2 separate regions of the Macaca mulatta genome follow, and region 2 is linked to region 1. Evidence: chromatin contacts called from public Hi-C data. All regions are on one chromosome and are shown on one strand. Each heading gives the region's core, a stretch centred on a gene start, on an enhancer-like site or on the middle of the called end of the contact. The rest is flanking DNA. Distances are from core to core; before and after follow the strand shown. Region 1 holds the start of CFAP97 (cilia and flagella associated protein 97). Region 2 holds the start of ANKRD37 (ankyrin repeat domain 37).

Region 1 (2,903 bases), core at 265-2,764:
ATCGCTGGAACCTGGGAACTGAGGCTGCAGTGAGCCGAGATCCGGCCACTGCACTCCAGCCTAGGCAACAGAGTGAGATCCTATCTCAAAAAAAAAAAAAAAAAAAAAAAAAAAATCACCGTGTTTCAGCCTAGTTTCCTTGATAGTTTGCTGTCCTCTTCCCCCACCCCTCCAGATACACACACCAGAACTATGCCTTTATCTGCATCTATGGTAAGGTCATACAAGTCCCCAAGAGCTGGAAGCCGGCTGCCTCCCTAAATGGCCACAGTTCACGCGCCATGGTGCGTAGTCCGGTGCCTGTGAGACTTTTCAGGTTTAAATTTTGGTTAATAACATCCAACAGCGTTATTGTAAAGATTTAAACACTCATGTGACTTAATTTACAGGAAAATTTACCCAACATTCCCATCCACTAAGCAATTCTTTTGATAACATTTACTACGAAGTGATTTAATTTACCACAGAGAATAAATAAGAAAAATGACTTAATAAAGTAGTTAAGACTCTCTTTACAACAGACTAGGAAAGGGTAAAATTAAAGGATAGTTCATCAGACCATAACAACCCTCTGGTGCTCAATCAAGACAGAGCTTTGCCAGGAGGGGCGTGGCTCACGCCTGTAATCACGGCACTTTGGGAGGCCGAGACAGGAGGATGGCTTGAGCCCAGGACTTGGGAGGCTGCAGTGAGACATGATCGTGCACTCCACCCTGAGGCACAGAGCAAGGCCTTGTCTCAAAAAATAAAAATAGAGACAGAGGCAAGTTTTCACCAAAGCTGCCTGGGAGTCACTGGACACACCCCACTTGCCAGGTCCTACAGTCAGCAGTAACCCGACTAGCGCTTTCACCGAACATCAGGAAAATACACAGAAAAGCACCGGACACTTTTTAAACTGTCATCTTGTTACTGTGACATTTCTGTAGTTAAATAGTACAATAGGCCTCCAACAAGATACCCAATTGGGTACATGAAAATCCCGGCCCAAATTAAACACCTGTTTCAAGGAACTCTGGGCTCTTGTCCACACCCCCTACCGTCCCCGGAAGGCAAATGGTCCCTCGGGCCTCGTGGGATAGGTTCGAGTACTTAGAGGTAGGAGGCAGTCGTCAGGGCCCTGCATGTGGTCGCGGCCCAATCTCAATTTAGGGATGATCCCGACCCTCAACGCCACCCGGAACGCGTGAGAGGGCGGGACCCACCGTTCTCGCCGGGGAACGGGGTGCGGCGGCGCCGGGACCCGCCGCCACGGGCGCCTCTGTCGTGGGGGCGCGGCCTCCCACCGCCCGCGCAGGCTTCGTTAAACCCACCCCGAGTACTCGCCGCCGCCTGGGCTCCGGAGCGGGGAAACGGATTCGAACGGAAAGGAGCGTGACCCCGCGAGCAGGGAGGCAGGAGCCGCTCGCGCGCCCCTCACCTGAGAGCCGCGGCCGCCACAGCCCCACGCGCGGCGCTGGCGCACTCCCGCGACCCTGAACGGGCTCCCGGCGCCGCGCGCCCGCGCTTCCGGAGGCGGAGAGAGCGGAAAGGGAAAGGAGGGGCGGCGCGGGGCCCGGCGCTTCGGGAGAGGCGGGGGCGCACGCCGGGCCTCGCGCGGCCCTCGCGGCGGGCGTCACAGAGCGCGGCGGGCAGGCGGCCAGGCCGGGGCTCCACGCGGGCGGAGCTGGAGGCCGGGCCAGGGACGCGCACACGAGAAGAGCCGCGGAAGAAGGCGGTCCAGCCCGCGTGGTTGCCAGGGCGCCCTAGAGGCATTACTGCTGCTCCCGGCTGCCTAGGGCGACGCGGGTAGGCCCCGTTGTTATCGTGAGTTAATAGGGAAAGCTGCCTTGATTATCTTGTAATTCTCTACCAAAACAAGAATAAAAAAGGACGGCGGCTGTGTGTTTGTGATATTTTCTATCAGCAAAGTTCAGTTCATACCACTAGTTCGTCCTATGGACCAGAGGCTGGTAGCAGAATGGAAAGACCTTTGCCGAGGGGTCCACGAGGTGGGTAGTTAAAACAATCTAAGGTAAAAATGATCTCTGCAGAATATATTGAATGCAATAACTTCTCGTTGAACTCTCAGGTATGGTAGGATGATGGCACCCCAAAAATGTGTACCTCCTAATCCCCACATCACGTGAATATGTCACCTTATGTAGCAGACAGGACTTAGCTGATGTGATTAAGGATCAAAATGGGAAGATTAACTTGGATTATCCAGTGGACCCAACGGAATCACAAAGGTCCTTATAAGAGGGAGACAAGAAGTTCAAAGTCAGTAGTGGGAGCTGTGAGCACAGAAGCTAGAGGTTGGAGTGATGTCAGAAAGAGGTAATGAGCCAAGGAGTGCAGGTAGGAGCTGCAAAAGGAGGAAACGGATTCTCTCCTGAAACCTTCGGAAGGAACCCGAGCCCACAAATTTTGATTTTAGACTTAAGACCTTCAGCACTGTAAGACGATACACTTGTGTTGTTTTAACTACTAAATGTGTAGTAATTTGTTATAGCAGCAATGGTACCCAATCCAGTAGGTACTCAATAAATATTGTTCATACCCTAAGTGCAAAGAAGGGTAGGAAATATGGGTCTTACCCTGTCCCGGGGAGTTCCAGTAAAGATTGTCTGTTTTGGTCCTTCACAATGCATTTTGTACTTGTTGGTCTTAATTACCAAAAGTATAATCAATTCTCTTTTTGTTGCCTAAAAGAAACCATTGGTTGGGCGTGGTGGCTCACGCCTGTAATCCCAGCACTTTGGGAGGCTGAAGCGGGTGGGCCATCTGAGAGGGGTTCAAGACCAGCCTGAATAATATGGTGAAACCCCGTCTCTACTAAAAATACAAAAATTAGCTGGGCGTGGCCGGGCGCGGTGGCTCAAGCCTGTAATCCCAGCACTTTGGGAGGCCGAGACGGGCGG
Region 2 (2,903 bases), core at 241-2,740, 190 kb after region 1:
ACATATGTAACAGGCAGTTAAAATAAAACTACCAGACTTAATGCATACTGAACAGAAATCTTGTTTCAAAGAAAAGATATGAAATATGGAGGCACTTTCACCACACAAATATCCCATTACATATGCTAACTGCAATATTTATGTTCAAAACTCTAAGAACGTGTCTGATACTCTTTGAAGGGAATTCCTGAAAATGAACTTCTGTGCAAACCTGAAGCTTCAATGCATGTGTTTTAAAAAGGAATGTTTACTGAATTTAAACAAAAGGGAAATTGGCAATATGGACACGTGATCACCTCACAACTCTCTGACAGTAATCTCTGCACTGCCATTCTTTAAACATCATTAAAAGGTATTGCGAATAGTTTAAGTATTAAAAATACCTAATGTAAGAATGATTCTATGTTTGAACACACATTTATGTTCAAACATTCATATGAGTAAAAATGCTTAAAACCACCCCTTGGGTAACTAACAACATAAACTTGCGATTGCAAATTTTATGGCTCTTACTACAGAACAAAAATTAGAATGAAAAGACCACTTATCTTTAGAGGACAAGCATGAGCTTGTCTTCTAACAGCACAATAACAAACGTATTTATTCCTCCGTGCTTTCAAAGACATCAACACAAGGGAATCACTAAAAGTGTAGGGGAAAAGAAACCACTAGGCTGGAGCTTTGGTGTCTACGCAGATCCTTCTGGAAAGGCGCTTAGGGAGAGTCTAGGGAGCAGCTCTGACGTCAGCGGCAGCCATCGGAAGTCAGGTCTGTTCTACCAAAGCAGCGACGCACGCCCGGCAGCACCCGCGGCGCAGGAGGGCGCCATCCCCAGCCCCGCGGGTCCGAATCGCACGCGGCCGGGGCCGCTCTCCCGTGAGGAGAGCCCGGCGTGGACCGGCGTGACGGCCACAGCGTGCTGCGGCCTCTCCCCGGGGGCTCCTCCACAAGGACCCCTGCGGGGGCCGGGCTCGGCCGTTGCCGCTCGGGACAGCCATCCCCTCGAATTCGCGCTCGCAGTCCCTGCCTTCACGCCCCGGGTTGGGAAGCGGGCGACGGCGCGCGAGATAAAGGAACTCGCATTCCCCGGCGCCGAGGCGGCAGCAGCGCGGTGCACAGCGGCTTCTGAGCGCGGCGTCGACGGGGAGCTGCGTGCGGCTCCCTGTTTCCTGGTTACGTGCGCGCCGGCAGAGCCAAAACCTGCGGCCGAAACTCCCGCTTCTCCGGAAGGATTAAAGGGCGGGCGCGCTATCAGGAGACGTGTCAAACTCAGCGCGCCTCATGGCGGCCGCGGCACCCCTCCCGCCCGGGCTCCCGTCCGTCCCCGCCCACTGACTTACCCTGCGCACGCGCGCTGAGGCTCCGTGCGGCGGCCGCGGGCCCCGCCCCGAGGTGGGAGGGCCTGGCGCATCCGCAGCTGGCCAATCGGCGGATGGCCTCGCGCGCCCGCCCCCGCCCCATCCTGCCCCCGGCGCCGGGCTCCACGTGCCAGTGTTTGTGTACGTGCGGCCTCCGCGGGGCTGGACCGGGTCCAGGTGGTTGGGGATTAGACTGCTCGGGCGCAACCGGAGCTGGGGCGCGGCTGCCAAGGGCCGGCCCGCAAGTCCCAGTGGTCTTTAAATTCTCCCGTGCTGGGGCCGGCGCCGGTGCGCACTCTTACCTGCCGCGGTGCGGCGAGCGTCCCACCGCTCTGCGCTTCCAAGGACTCTTGTCATCTGCCTTAGGCGGGAAATGCTGTTGCTGGATTGCAACCCCGAGGTGAGCTTTCGTCCTGCAGGCTCAAGTTTCCAGACGCGTTTTCTCGGGAACGCGGGGACTGACCACTGGGCGCTGCCTGGTCTCGCCTGGTCAGAGGTTGCGAAGGGCGAGGAGATTTCCAGCCTGGAGGGGCGCGGGACTGGACAAAGGTGAGAGAGGTGCTGGATCTGTTCTCTTCCCGCAGGTGGATGGTCTGAAGCATTTGCTGGAGACAGGAGCCTCGGTCAACGCACCCCCGGATCCCTGCGAGCAGTCGCCTGTCCACTTAGCCGCAGGAAGCGGCCTTGCTTGCTTTCTTCTCTGGCAGCTGCAAACGGGCGCTGACCTCAACCAACAGGTAACTAGGTAACTGATTGTTGCTGTGCACAGCCCTCCCCTCCAGCCCAGATCCAAACAAACATTTCTCAGACGCCGAGAGTTGCTTCAGCTCTATAGCAGCGATGTCCAACAGAAATAGAATGCAAGACACAGATGTAATTTAAAATTTTTTTCCAGTCTTGATGTGAGGACATGAGAAATTTCAAGTTTTTAAGTAGCCACATTAATAAACATGGAATTTTAGTATTTGACCCAATTTGTCCAAATTATCATCAGTTCAATATGTAATCAACATAAAGCAATTGCTGATTAGATGTTTTACATTTTCTTTTACTCTGTGTCTTCACAATCCGGTGTGACAGCATATCTCCAATCAGACTAGCCACATTTCAGATACTCTAGCCTTAAGTAGCTATTGACTCATATTGAACAGCACAGATCTAGTTTATTTCAAAAGAAGTAATTGCTACATTACTAAGTCTCCCGGTAGCAATTCAAATACTTGTGAGCTATGTCCACAAGCATTTTAATTTCCTAAAGAATTTTCTTAATGTAGTTTTCATCTTCCGTTGAATATTGAAACATGGTGAATTTTAAATTGTAAACTCTTCTGGGAGAACTCTTTTTATTTGCTTACATTTTAATGTATATGGATATGGCTACACGTTTTTGTTTATTTTGAGACAGAGTTTTGCTCTTGTCACCCAGGCTGGAGTGCAATGGCACAATCTCGGCTCACTGCAATCTCTGCCTCCTGGGTTCAAGAACTTCTCCTGCTTCAGCCTCTGTAGTAGCTGGGATTACAGGCACACGCCACCATGCCTGGC

Evidence for each region. A called contact is a pair of places that touch in the nucleus more often than the background predicts.
Region 2: a Hi-C map of fetal cortex germinal zone shows a contact between it and region 1, with 2.5 times the contacts expected there. The contact joins the promoter of ANKRD37 here to the promoter of CFAP97 in region 1. A contact is called at or near these places in 2 of 14 Hi-C or Micro-C datasets (fetal cortex germinal zone and fetal cortical plate).

The regions. Positions count from the first base shown.
Region 1 is chr5:193,643,379-193,646,281 of T2T-MMU8v2.0, forward strand. It overlaps CFAP97 (cilia and flagella associated protein 97), which reads right to left and starts at 1,515. Exons shown (of 4, transcript XM_078002495.1): 1 at 1,421-1,515.
Region 2 is chr5:193,828,621-193,831,523 of T2T-MMU8v2.0, forward strand. ANKRD37 (ankyrin repeat domain 37) reads left to right here and starts at 1,491. Exons shown (of 5, transcript XM_015139624.3): 1 at 1,491-1,758; 2 at 1,943-2,095. The coding sequence starts at 1,732. It overlaps LRP2BP (LRP2 binding protein), which reads right to left and starts at 2,095. Exons shown (of 9, transcript XM_015139616.3): 1 at 1,661-2,095.